Regions from separate parts of the Bicyclus anynana genome. Here region 2 is linked to region 1. Evidence: chromatin contacts called from public Hi-C data. All regions are on one chromosome and are shown on one strand. Each heading gives the region's core, a stretch centred on a gene start, on an enhancer-like site or on the middle of the called end of the contact. The rest is flanking DNA. Distances are from core to core; before and after follow the strand shown. Region 1 overlaps LOC112047231 (transcription factor cwo). Region 2 overlaps LOC112047231 (transcription factor cwo).

What was found. A called contact is a pair of places that touch in the nucleus more often than the background predicts.
Region 2: a contact with region 1 is called in a Hi-C map of whole larva, with 3 times the contacts expected there. The contact joins two enhancer-like sites. A contact is called at or near these places in 2 of 2 Hi-C or Micro-C datasets (whole body and whole larva).

What each region holds. Positions count from the first base shown.
Region 1 is chr7:16,127,889-16,134,398 of ilBicAnyn1.1, reverse strand. It overlaps LOC112047231 (transcription factor cwo), which reads left to right. Exons shown (of 9, transcript XM_024084268.2): 5 at 11-205; 6 at 777-946; 7 at 1,941-2,087; 8 at 2,504-2,594; 9 at 2,713-6,510. The coding sequence ends at 2,891. Among protein-coding and RNA genes, the nearest start is that of LOC112047238, 32 kb to the right of the region's middle. Within about 2 kb of position 2,893, at least 8 of the 8 cell types and tissues checked have open chromatin away from gene starts, as enhancers often do.
Region 2 is chr7:16,167,054-16,173,563 of ilBicAnyn1.1, reverse strand. All of the region lies in intron 1 of LOC112047231 (transcription factor cwo), which reads left to right. Among protein-coding and RNA genes, the nearest start is that of LOC112047231, 4.5 kb to the left of the region's middle. Within about 2 kb of position 3,758, at least 2 of the 8 cell types and tissues checked have open chromatin away from gene starts, as enhancers often do.

The DNA of each region.
Region 1 (6,510 bases), core at 1,644-4,143:
TCGATTCCAGGTGATGTGATGCTGCGAGAGAAGACGCGAACACATCCCGGGACGTCATCTTCAGAGACGACGAGTTCTTCGAGCAGTTCCCATGGATACGCCGTAAAGGTGATCCAGAGGCCGGAGTTGCCGCCCGCCTTCGTACCTGAACCTTATGAGCAGGATCCACCCTCTGGACAGCATTACCCCATGGAATGTGAAAGAGGTATAACTAGTTATTGAAGGCATTTTGAGTAAGCTAAGTGTTTCCATCGATCTTATTTATAGTACACAGACTACAGTGATCAATGGCGTGGCTACCCCGGGGTCCGTTAATCCTTACCAGAAAATGGCGATTAAGCTGAACTTAGAAAATTTCGAAAACGAAAAAGAGCTGATGAACATTTTTAGTTTTTAGTTGATAAAGCCTAACCAGTTTAGAAAGTAGTGGGGCCCTATTTTTGGGGCCTATGGGGTTGCTCCAACTAGGTGCCCTGCCCTATTGCCACTTCAGCATCGCGACTCGCTGACTCAGTCAGTGTCAGTCTGTATGTCAGTAGCTTTGATCCTTCTGCGTATCTCCTCATTTCTGATTCGGCCATGCAGAGAAAGTCCAAGCGTTGCTCGCTCCATCACTGGCAACACGCACTGTTCGAAGAGTTTCATCTTCAGGCACTGAAGGCTCTGTAGTCTTTAATTGCCTTGTAGTAGGCCTTTATAATAGGCTGATAAGGATGACAAGCTTACGAGGTAGTCGTATGCTCGCACAGTCGGGTAAAGCTGGTGTTTACTTCCAGTACAAAACCAAGTGCCGGCCGAGGGCGCCACCGAGCCGCTGCAACTAGACGGCCGCGCGCGCGACGCGCTGCGGAAGGTCCGCAAGCTCGACCACAACGACGACTACCTGCACTCCTACAAGTTCAAGAACTCTATCGAGAGGCGGTTCAGCAGATCGCAGGACACAGAGGTACATCAGAACTTTGATTCGTTTCATTTGTAACCATAGAGTCCCTAACCCTAGCTATCAGCAGCTTTGTGATTTTTTAAATGCTAAATGTTTGTCATGCATGCCATAGGTTTGGTGGTGGTAACCACAGATATAAGAAGTAGATCAAGCACTTTATTTGTGTTCTGTTGTTTGTGCTTTGGGAGATTTCAATGGTCCTTTATAACACGTGCGAATTAACTTGACACCTGGCAAGTAGATCCGCGCGAGCTGTACATACACCTTATTCCTTTTATATTTATATTAACCATTTCAATGCAGGCTCTTCAGCTTTTACAATAGGACTATAGTTACGATTATTAATTCCAGTCAGTAAAATGACAATTGCAACTGTCACTGAAATGTCATATTACTAGTAAAATAACATTTCAATGACAGTTGCACTTAAATAAATAAATCAGTGTCCAGTTGGCACAAATGAAAGCCTACTAAATATACTTAAACAACACACATCACTATCTAGCCCCAAAGTAAGCATACAAAGTAGCTTGTGTTATGGGTACTAAGATAGTTGATATTATAATATTCATATACATTTATATACTACATATAAATACTTATATAATGTATAAATACACACAGACACTGGAAAAAACTCATGCTCTTCACACAAATATTTTCCAGTTGTGGGAATCGAACCCACGGCCGTGGATGCAGAAAGCAGGGTCTCTACCCACTGCGCCACGCGGCCGTCATTTTACTGGTAAAATAACATTTCAGTGACAGTTGCACTTGTTATTTTACTGACTGAAATTAATCCTCCGACTATATAATCCAGCAGTGGAAGTCCATCAGCTTGTTATGGTGAAACGTATGCTTAAAATGTAACCCTCACAGGCATTGGTTATTGCCGCCCGCTTTCTCGCTCCCCTATTATCTTTCCTTTATATAGCTACGCAAAAACAAAGACTGTCGCTTATAGTGAGTTCTAAATATTTTGTGTATTTTGTACCAGATGACTGACGCAGCGGCGCACAACGGCACGAACGGCGCACCTCACGGCAAGATGCTGAAGCGGCGCCGCGCGCTCAAGCCTGCACCGCCCTCTGCATCCACGTCCGCCTCCACCTCCACCGAGGACGCGCCGGACACCTCGCCACAGGTAGCAGCTCACTACTACTGTACAGATGATTGACGCAGCGGCGCACAACGATACGAACGGCGCGCCTCACGGAAAGCTGCTTACTACTACTATACAGATGACTGATGCGACGCACGGCGCGCCTCACGGAAAGCAGCTTACTACTACTATACAGATGACTGATGCGACGCAGCGGCGCACAATGGCACGAATGGCGCGCCTCACGGCAAGATACTGAAACTGTGTCGAATGCTTCGCCGCAGATCTCATGTGTTTAGCTATCATATACCTAGCATTCAAATTTTCCAATTCGATTGGCAGTTGCAGTGTCTAGCGCGTTTAAACAAACATACAAAGTCTTACGATTTATAATATTAGTATATCTCCGGGTCAGTGTAGTACAATATATTAATCACCCATTTACGTATCACTTCCAGGACACGTCCAGCGAGTCTCCGCACAACCACCATTATGACAAGCCTCAGCCACCCACTCAGTACGTGCCAGTCTTCGCTCTCAATTCATTAGGTATGTATTGGTTTTATAAATCTTTACTTACATTCAGATCAGACCCAGATTAGACCTTTCGCTAGCTAGTTTCGTTTGAGGGTAAAAGTAATTCAACATATTTTATATTTGTTTCCAGGAAAATACTATGTGCCATTAAGCGTAGACTACACCTGCATAGCACGGCAACTCGGCACCATGGACTCGGACACGCGGCCCATCACGGCGTTACATCCCGTCACCATACACGTCAACTTCCCCTGCCTCAACTACCACGTCAAGCGCGAGCCGGGCGAGCGGCAGTGGCGGCCTATGTAGGCCGGGGACAGTGCCTGCCTGTCTGGACATAGGACTGATTCGACCAGTGTAGAGAGAGGACTGCGTCATCCTGTACAAACAGGGGACTGTGTCGACCTGTGTGGGCAGGGGGACTGTGTCAACAAAGTGTAGACTAAGAACTGTGCCACCCTGTGTGGACAGAGGACTGACAACCTGTGTAGGCAGGAGACTGTGTTAATTTATGTAGACAGTAGAGTACCGTCTTCTGTCTTCTTTGTGTTATGTAATAAGATTAGTTGACAAGTGCATAACGAAAGGCCATCATAACTGAAATTGATGGTGTTTGTTGAGATTAATCACCTCAACCTTAAAGCTTTGGATACAATGGATTATAAAACAAAATACTTGCTATAAAAGCCAAATCCACGCTACTTCAAGTTAATTGACGCCGATTCAAATGAAATCATAGTTTTTTAAATTCGTCAGTTTCAGCAAGTTATCTTGGATATGAAAGCAAAATTTAACACAGAAGTTATAGCAGGTTTATTAAACAAGCTTTTATTTCACAGGTTTCGTTATGTATTTGACTTGATTGGAACTTTAGTTAACTAACTTGAGTTTAAATCAACCTACACTAAGTAAGTCTATTTAGTCGTAAACAACATCTATAACCTCAGTTACATGTAATACGATTATGTCTAATTAAATAAAATATAAATATGTGCCAAAAATTAATTTCGTACAATGCTGCTGGTACAGCCGCGTACCTATTTAAATGTTTAAATAATAACATGATTTCCTGAGGAATATCGCTGTAAATCTTTGTCCTGTGCACTGCCGTGCACCTTTTTTGTTTGATAAGGGGGTACCTTGACAACATTTATCTGTAGAGATTTTGTTTAAGCTGGATTCACACGCACATACATGCTCGACGTGCAAGTAATAGTCATTCCTCGACTAAACATAATACTCGCCTCGGACCATAATTCGTTGTGAGACTGTGCATGAGTCGTAGACAGAGAAGTCTAATAAGATAATTTGTGTTCTGTAAGTTTAAAATTGACATTTCGACATCCCAAAATACTAAACTGAACCATTTTTTCATTAATATATTTTAAGCTGACTGGTTACTTATAATTTTAACAAGTTAAGGCTGGTATTCTTTGCATATATATTTACATAGTCCTACGGAAAGAAATGTATGCTTTCTGTCGGTCTATATACTTTTCTGTCTACGGTCTAGGAAATGACGTGACGTCACAGGAAATGTGAAAACGATGTCTAGCACTCTTATTTAAACTGTGTACAATACACAAACACATTGTGTGTACTGTGTATCCTATGTGTTGAGATGCCAAGAAAAAATAATTAAGATATAGCTCGGCAGTGTATTAATGGTCATTATTTAAATGCGTATCGAATAGGGGTCTAAGTGTAATATAAAAATGAAAGCTGATTTAAATTCAAAGCAGGGTGTCGGCAAATAAGGGGTGCTGTAAGAACGAATTTATTACTAAGAAAAACGGCAAAACATTTATTATTGTCTAATTTTTGGATATAGTTATTCTCATATATGATTTTTATAAATGCGACCAATTTAAGAATATACTTATTTGTTTAGAACTGGTTTCACGCTTCCAATTTCTAATATTTATGAGCTTTTGTATGAACAGAAATGATTATAGATTACACATTCATCTTGTCCATGTACTGTATTCTGTATTGTATTCTTACCAAAATTTTAAATAATAAGTAAGTATCTAGAATGCCAGCTAACAAGTAATTCCTCTGAGGAGAGGACAATCCTATTTTAAAATTAGAAGCGTTTTTAGGTACGTGTTAACTACTATCAATCTGTTAAAATGCTAACTTATTTTTTTATGTTTAGTCACAGATTTTAGATATCTAATTAGCATAACACATTTTTTTTTTAATATTTGAAAATAGAAAACGTAGGATAGAACAGTACTACAAACAATTTTCGTTAAGCATTTCAACCAGATTGTTGGTAAAATACAAATCAACTTAATTATTTTCAGAGATTTCTATATATTAATTTGTATAAAGTAGGTACCTATATAGATTATTCTTATTGTAAAGTAATATAATGTAAAGAAATTATATTTATTTAAATGTTGATACTACATTATACTTGTTACATATTATTTGCTTAAATTAAATAATTTTACATTCCATTTGCATATGAAACTTATTCTACCGGTGTAATGTGGTATTTGGTATTGATTATAAAATATTAAAAATATAGTTTAACATGAAATTTTTGTTATCTCGTTAAAGTTTATGAACAAGTTACAAGATACGATTATATCGATATATTTCTTTAAAAGTTATGCCCATCACTAAAGTCCGGCCGCTCAGAGATTGCGTTTCTGACACCTGTCAATGTCACCTTTTTAACCGACTTCCAAAAAGGAGGAGGTTCTACGTTCGGCTGTATGTATGTTTTTTTTTTTTTTTTTTTTTTTTATGTATGTCCAGCGATAATTCCGTCATTTGTGGACCGATTTTGAAAATTCTTTTTTTATTTTGAAGGGTTTGATTCCAGGGTGGTCCCATTTTTTTCATGTCAGGATCTGATGATGGCATCCTGGAGAAATCGAGGGGAACTTTCGAAAATCGTAGAGACGGCTAGTGCGTTTGTTAGTGTTTCCATAAGGTATTTTAAACCACTACACTTTTATGAAGGTCTGGAGTTGGTCTGATGATGGAGCCGAAACACAGACGATGGAACTCGACAACGATTTACAGCAGGTACCTTTTGTTTGGGCTTCATTTATTTGTATTGATGAGAACTTTCCACCTAGATGGGTTGTGACTGTATTAAGGGTCTGATGATGAAGGCGAAGGACAGTTAAGAGAACTCCTCAACGGTTCACAGTAGCTACCTTGTGTTTGGACTTGATAAATTTGTATTGATGAGAACTTTCCAACCATATAGATTGTGACTGCATAAGGGGTCTGGTGATGAAGACGGAGGACAGTCACCTTTCACGTTTTTCTGAATATTCATATTACGTGTGGATAAAGGGGGAAAGAAATTTTGTATATGAGTTAAGGTAGTATTTTTAAAATTGGGATTGTAGGACTTAGATACTTATCAGAAGAAAATTACGTTTCAACTAATTGCTTATTAATTTTTGTTCACACTCAGTAGGTGTGCTAACACTAAAAATTAAAAAATAAAAATTTTAATAAAAAAATTCAACCGACTTCCAACTCAAAAATTAACCTATACTAAAAAGCAAAAAATAACATCTTACCTATGTGCTACCTTCTGATCAGTTTGAAGGCGGTGCCAATCCAGTGTCATGTTTTAATTAAAGCCGTTTCTGAAAGAACCACAGAAATTTTGTAACTTAAACGGCTTAAATTAAAACATCACTGGCTTGGCACCGCCTTCAAACTGATCAGAAGGTAGCACATAGGTAAGATGTTATTTTTTGCTTTTTAGTATAGGTTAATTTTTGAGTTGGAAGTCGGTTGAATTTTTTTATTAAAATTTTTATTATATTAGTTAATATATTAATTCTTAATCATTTTTCCCAAAATGAACGTTATGTGGGTACGGTTATTGTAAGTTGGCAAAATTATTAAATTTTTACTCGTTATTATGGTTATTTTATGATATTTATATATC
Region 2 (6,510 bases), core at 2,509-5,008, 38 kb before region 1:
CAAGGTCGAATCATTTTTCCCACTCTGACGAACTCTTTGTGAAAATTCCGTAACATTTTTCATTCTGGTACCTCTACCTAGGCAATTTCTAAGTATTTATTTTAAGTAATATCTTGACTAAATTATTTATTTTAGGAGCGAACTCATTTTGAATCCTAATGCTATATTTTCTTTAATAATTATTTTAGTATATACCTATTATGCACCACAAAAAGCTTTATACAATTGCAATGTTGTAATATTTAAAATAGGTATTAATTATACGTCTATTTATGAGTTAATTTATTATAACACTTAATTTATATAAGTGGTAAGTAGAAGGGTTACAAAATTAACATTTATTTCATATTTTATTATAATATTAAATCCACAAACTTCTTTTATTATTATTGTTGTATTTTATTATTATTGTAAGTACATATTAATTAAAATCCGAAATTAAAATTCTAAATGGGCAAACCTAATAAAATTTCTAAAAATAGGTGTAATAAAAAAAATTGCGCTAGGTTAGTTTTCTGCAAGGTCATTATCATTAAAATAATTCAATGACATCACCGATAGGCAATATTGATTGTCAAAATCGTCTAGCGCAGCATTATTCGCGACTCTAAGGGCCAGCGCACACCAAGTACTAAGCACAAGGATACCACAAAATGGTATAAACATTTATTTTGAAAATTTCGGCGTAGGTACCTACTTATTTAAGTAGTTTTGTCTTGCGATTCTCTTATAAATGTAATTGTTTTAATGACGTGTATTATCAGTATTTTTATAGCTTGCATTTGATTACAACATTATCTAAGTATGCCTTATTAGAACCAAAACTAACCTAGAACCAAAGTCAATCTCAAGTCAAGTCAAGTCATATCTCAAAGAATCGCAACTCTGAAGTGGCAATGAGCGTGTCGTTTGGTTTGAAGAGCTGATTAACGTTGGGGTCTCAAGGCCCTGGAATGGTGACCCCGCACCGGAAAGAGCAGTGTTTGTTGACCCCCCTCTAGGTGGACCGATGACATCAAGCGGCTCGAGACTGGTGTTTGGATGTCCATACTCTCTGTTAATAATGATGACGAGAAAGCTATGAGTAAACGAAATTAAAGGTGAACGCGCTTGTATAGAAATCTATTCACTCATGCCTTGCTTTAGAAATCCATATTTTGGACATTAAGGTCACTATCCACTGCATCGTCTGTCAATCGTCTGTCAACGCGCAGTTCAGTGTGCGCTGACCCTAGACGGCGAAAGCGAACGGCTAAACGAAACTAAAATAGCTGGAACACGTGACTTGCTGGGGCCTGCACGCGCCGCCGCCGGCCTCCGCATCGCACGCCGCGCGGAACGTGACCCGCGCACACTACGACACTAACGTCGGCTGATGATAGTCGTACACGCACGCACACAGACGAATTTAAACACATTCCTAACAGGTAATAGACTAAGAGCCTGCGTAGCCGTAATATCTTATTTTATGAAAACTGTTTGTCAGCCTATGCTCCTATCTTGGGTAGCCAATTGTGGACCACCTAGTTTGGACTGTGGTTTCTTTGGAAGGTAGCAGTTTTCAAGAGTTTGGAACCGGCCAATGATTATTATGAGAAATAATGTCTCCAGTCCACCGTTCCAAAACACGGTGAAAAATCAAAATTTCAGGTCTATCTAGCAAAGGTTTCCCATGAAGCTAAAGGTCTGATGACTCTGAGGTCTAAGACATGATTCCTTATGATAACCCGTAAAAATTAAAAAAAAATACGTTTTACTCCTGGACAATTTAAGGGTCCACTTTCACACACCATGGTCCACTTTAAACTTGTTACCTTCCAAAGTCTCCATAACCCAATCTCCATAGTTGACCTATGATAGTTACTTACATAGGGTAGATATAGAGGGGCTGACGAACTTTCAACCTTCACAGAATGAGGTAAGTCAGGCTATGAAGGCTCTCGTCCTATAATGTCGGCTGATGATAGCGTACACACACATAGACGTTGTATCACGTTCGCGATCGCCTGACTGTATAGAGCAGCGCGAAGCGATCGCGATGTTTTTCGATATCGACATACATGATTCAAAATTGTAAACAGGTTCATAAAAAAATATTCAAAATGGCGGCGCTTACCCCCTCCGTGCAATGCATCACAGTCCTCATTTAATAAACCAACTAAATAATAGTGTAATTAAATTTTGTATGGTGATGAAGGAGTAATACTTGCGTAGCTGCATCGCCAGATTGTGTCCCAAGATTTTGTTATCATTTGTTTTTACTATAGTATTAATTATTTAGTTTTATTAAGTGGACTAAAGATAAGAAAGAAGTTATTGTTGCGAAACCAAAGTGGCTCATGTACATAGAGATAAATTCATAAACTGTGCGTAGCCATATCAAACGAAATTACAGATGGAAAAATCAAGTAATTATAATAGAAGAGCAGCTAACTTAGCAACCAACAGGTTGTGATAAAAGTAAATAACAAAACATAACCAAGTTATGATCGCACGCCCATTTGGGCTTGTACATTGGTTGAGGTAACGTTCGGCATGGCGTCTCCTCTCCAGAAAAGAACACACGCTTAGCTTACATTTAAGTATGAGCACGTTTATCCAGATTATGTTTTTGTCGATATTTGAATTAGTTAAAGTAGTTCTAAAAATAGCCGTTTCACACAACTTTTAAATTTAGAATCACAATAATGCGACGATTTAAAAATCTTTAAGTATCTCTGAGACTTAGAGACTAAGCGAAGCCGGATTCAAATCTGAAGTCGTGGGTTCAATACCCGCTTTTTGGGCACATTATCAGTTCTTAAAAACTTAGCGAGCGAAAGGAAATAGGAATAATAGGTACCTATCTAAATAAAATTTAATTATCAGTTTGTACAGAAAATATTAAACAAAATTCACAGAATAAAGAATGACACAGAATGACTCCATCACGCGTCTCCTTGATATCCGCACGAACTTTTTTTATAATTTATACAGCATGTTGCGCAGTATTTCCCATAACTTCCAGATGTTGACAAGTCCATTTATAGGAGCCGAACTGCATAACTAATTTTTATAACTAACCCAAAAAAAAACTTTTTGTTTCATACAAAGTAATTCAAACAATTTCGACTATCCATGTAACACTCGGAACACTCGCCTTTTGGTAAGCCTGTCGATATCGCCGAGATATTGACTGGTACTCCGCACTTCACTTGTAAGCTACTTCATGATATTTATCAATGAACAATAGCTACATTTATAAGAAGCCGTGATAGCCCAGTGGATATAACCTTTGCCTTCGATTCGGAGGGCATGCACCTCCTACACGTACATTTAAAGTAAGTAATTAAATATCACGTGGCTCAAACGCTGAAGGAAAAACATCGTGAGGAAACCTACATACCTGAGAATTTTCACAATTTTCTTCGTATGTCAAGTTTGCCAATCCGTATTAGGCCAGCTTGGGGTGCCTAACCCCTCTCATCCTCAGAGGAGACTCGTGTTTACTGTCAAACACGAGTCCTCTGAGCCATATATGGTTTGTTTATGATGATGACGACACTTATAAGTCCCGGATATAAATATTGGAATTCCCAGTTTTTGCTGCACTTTTTCTACCTAGGTACTTACGTAATTAATGTTTTTTTTTTAATTCAAATTTAAATTCAATGACATTAATCTAAGAACTATGAATGAAAGAGATAACACTGTGAAATGTGACGGGTGTGAGTGAGACAGAGGTATCGAGTCGAGCATGGAGGCAAACGTGACCGAAGCTATAACAGTTATTTATAGTTATCGTTCGCACTTACGTAAGGCGAACGAATCATACGTGGTCAGATAGGTACGAATCAGACGATCATAACAAGGATCCCCAAGACTGCGATGGACCTGCCAATGCATAGCTTTAAGCAATGTGTCAAAAAACATTTACTTAGTCGAGGTTACTACACCATTGATGAGTTCCTTAATGATAAAGATGCTTGAAGGCCATTGGATCAGTTTCCACCTTCACACAGGAAGTAAAACTATGAAAAATTGTAATGTTGTCATCAATTGTAAATTATAATATTGTGCGATTTTTTTTAAAGAGCAACTGTTGAGTTTCTTGCCGGTTTCTTCTCAGCAGAACCTACCTTCCGAACCAGTGGTAGAATCTTTACAAATAGTCAACTGACGTATCAAAAGTGCTTGTACACTGAGCCTACTTGAAATAAATGAATTTTGAACGATTTTATACTATGTTAGTATAAAATCCATTTTATGCTAACATAGATAAAATCTATTTCCGATTACCTTCATTCACAAATAGTACAGTAGTACTATTTGTGAATATGGTACTATATAATGGTACTAGTACTACGTCCCGCAGTTTCACATGAGTACTCTCTGTTCCCGTGAGAATACGGGAATAAAATATAGCCTATGCCACTCACAAATAACGTAGCTTTAAACTGGTAAAAGAATTTTTAAAATCGGTTTACTTAGTAGATCAAAGAGATTAAACTTTACCTCTTTATAATATGAGTGTTACTAGCGGACCCGGTCAAGCTTCGCTTTGACTCATTCCCTACCCCTAACTTATTCCTCTCACTACACTACACCTACACCTACCCTTCTCTACCCTACTCCCACCCTACCTCTACCCTACAACCTAGCCTTTGACTTGCCTAGCCTAGCTTTTGACGGCCTCTGTGGCGCAGTGGATTTACAAAACGGTATTAGTAGGTTTGCGAGATTTATGCACAAAGAACAATTTGACCAATGACCAATGTACTGTGTTATCTAAAGACCACGTGATGCTTGACTTGACGCATGAGTGAATCGTAAACACGTGCATCTACTTTATTAAGGGCTCACCTTCTAGCTTCAATCGGATGTCAGGTAGTGGTTCCGACTAACCAAGTTTTTAAAATGAAAATTAGCTGCTTGTTTGATCTAATCTTACTACTTCATACTCTTTTCTTTTTTTTTTTACTCTTAATCGGTTCCTAAAATAATCTTTTTAACATAAAAATGAAACCGACTTCAAAGACGTACTTCAGTTATTTTGATTTTAACACAAAATTACTAAACCGATTTTTATGACAATGAAATAGGAACCAATCTTGAAGTATACTCTTTTAAACAAAAAAATAATTATGACAATTGGTTAATAAATGATGAAATTATGAGGTACCTAACAAATATTTAAAAAAAAAACAGACGCGTCGAATTGCGAACATCCTCCTTTTTTAAAGCCGGTTAACAATATACAATTATACATTCACAAGTTCAAACGTGTGGACTGTTTTTACGGAAAACATAAAACCTACATCTTTTTAACATGGGGAAATCCTCATGGATACCTTCTCGCCACGGGGAGGCAAGAAGGTTATGTCGGACTTCAACCGACTAAAACCTTACGGTGTTCCAACTCGTCACCTGATGACTGAGTCACGGGAACATTTCGTAAACTACCGCAACCCAGCTAGCAAACATAAAACCTCCCTCCCCCATTCTTGCGGATCATGCATTTTAAACTCCTTTTGTTGCAGTATTTTTACTTCACGTTTTTATGATAAAAGTAACTTAAGCCAAACATGGCAAATATTCTTAAAAAAAAACATACCGCCAAGTAATATGCCGCGTAGAAACCGTCTAAGGTATGGATAGAATAAATTCGTATATCTTCCGAGTAAACCCATTTCTATCTTAGGACTGCATCGTCACTTAACAACAGGAGGGTTATTATGTAACTCGGTGTACCATTCAAGTAATCAGTCGCTACATCGTTTTTCATCGTATTTTCGATTTTGCAATCATCTAACATTGTGTTTTCAACGAAATGACACAATAATCGTCATTTTACGTAAAGTAACATTAGTGTAATAGTGGTAGTAGGAGATAGTATCGTTATTTTAACGAAAAACTGATATTTACGTTATTTTGTTGAAATATTCATGTCACACGATTGTTAAAACAAAACATCATTACCACTTGATGTTAAATGGCATAGTCAAGGTAATTTTGTAGAGAACTTATTAGATGATCACAAAAACGAAAATACGACGAAAATCGATGTAGTGACTCATTGTTTGAATGGTACACAATTAGACCGCAGATCACAATCTCTAACTAACTTGCTAGTTGCTAAAGAATAAAATAGTGACTAACACGAAGTAAAGGCATTAGAACCAAAGGTAGCCCCTTAAGTGTATGTCGAATAAAAATGAGCTTCACGTGTCGTTTAACGAGCATTTTTACACCGTTCTATCTCAAGTGCTTGTTTTTGTGCTCGGCGAAATTTTCCACTACAACTTGAATGAATGCAGGCGCGGAAAACGTGACTGCGTTTATTGAAACTTAAACTTTGCAAGAAATACATATTAACTGAGATTTTCACGTTATTTACACGTTATTTCCAAGTTATTTACACGATACTACATAACATAAAAAAGCTGTGATAGCCCAGTGGATATGACTTCTGCCTTCGATTCTAGAGGGCGTGGGTTAGAATCCGGTCCGGGGCATGCACCTCCAACTTTT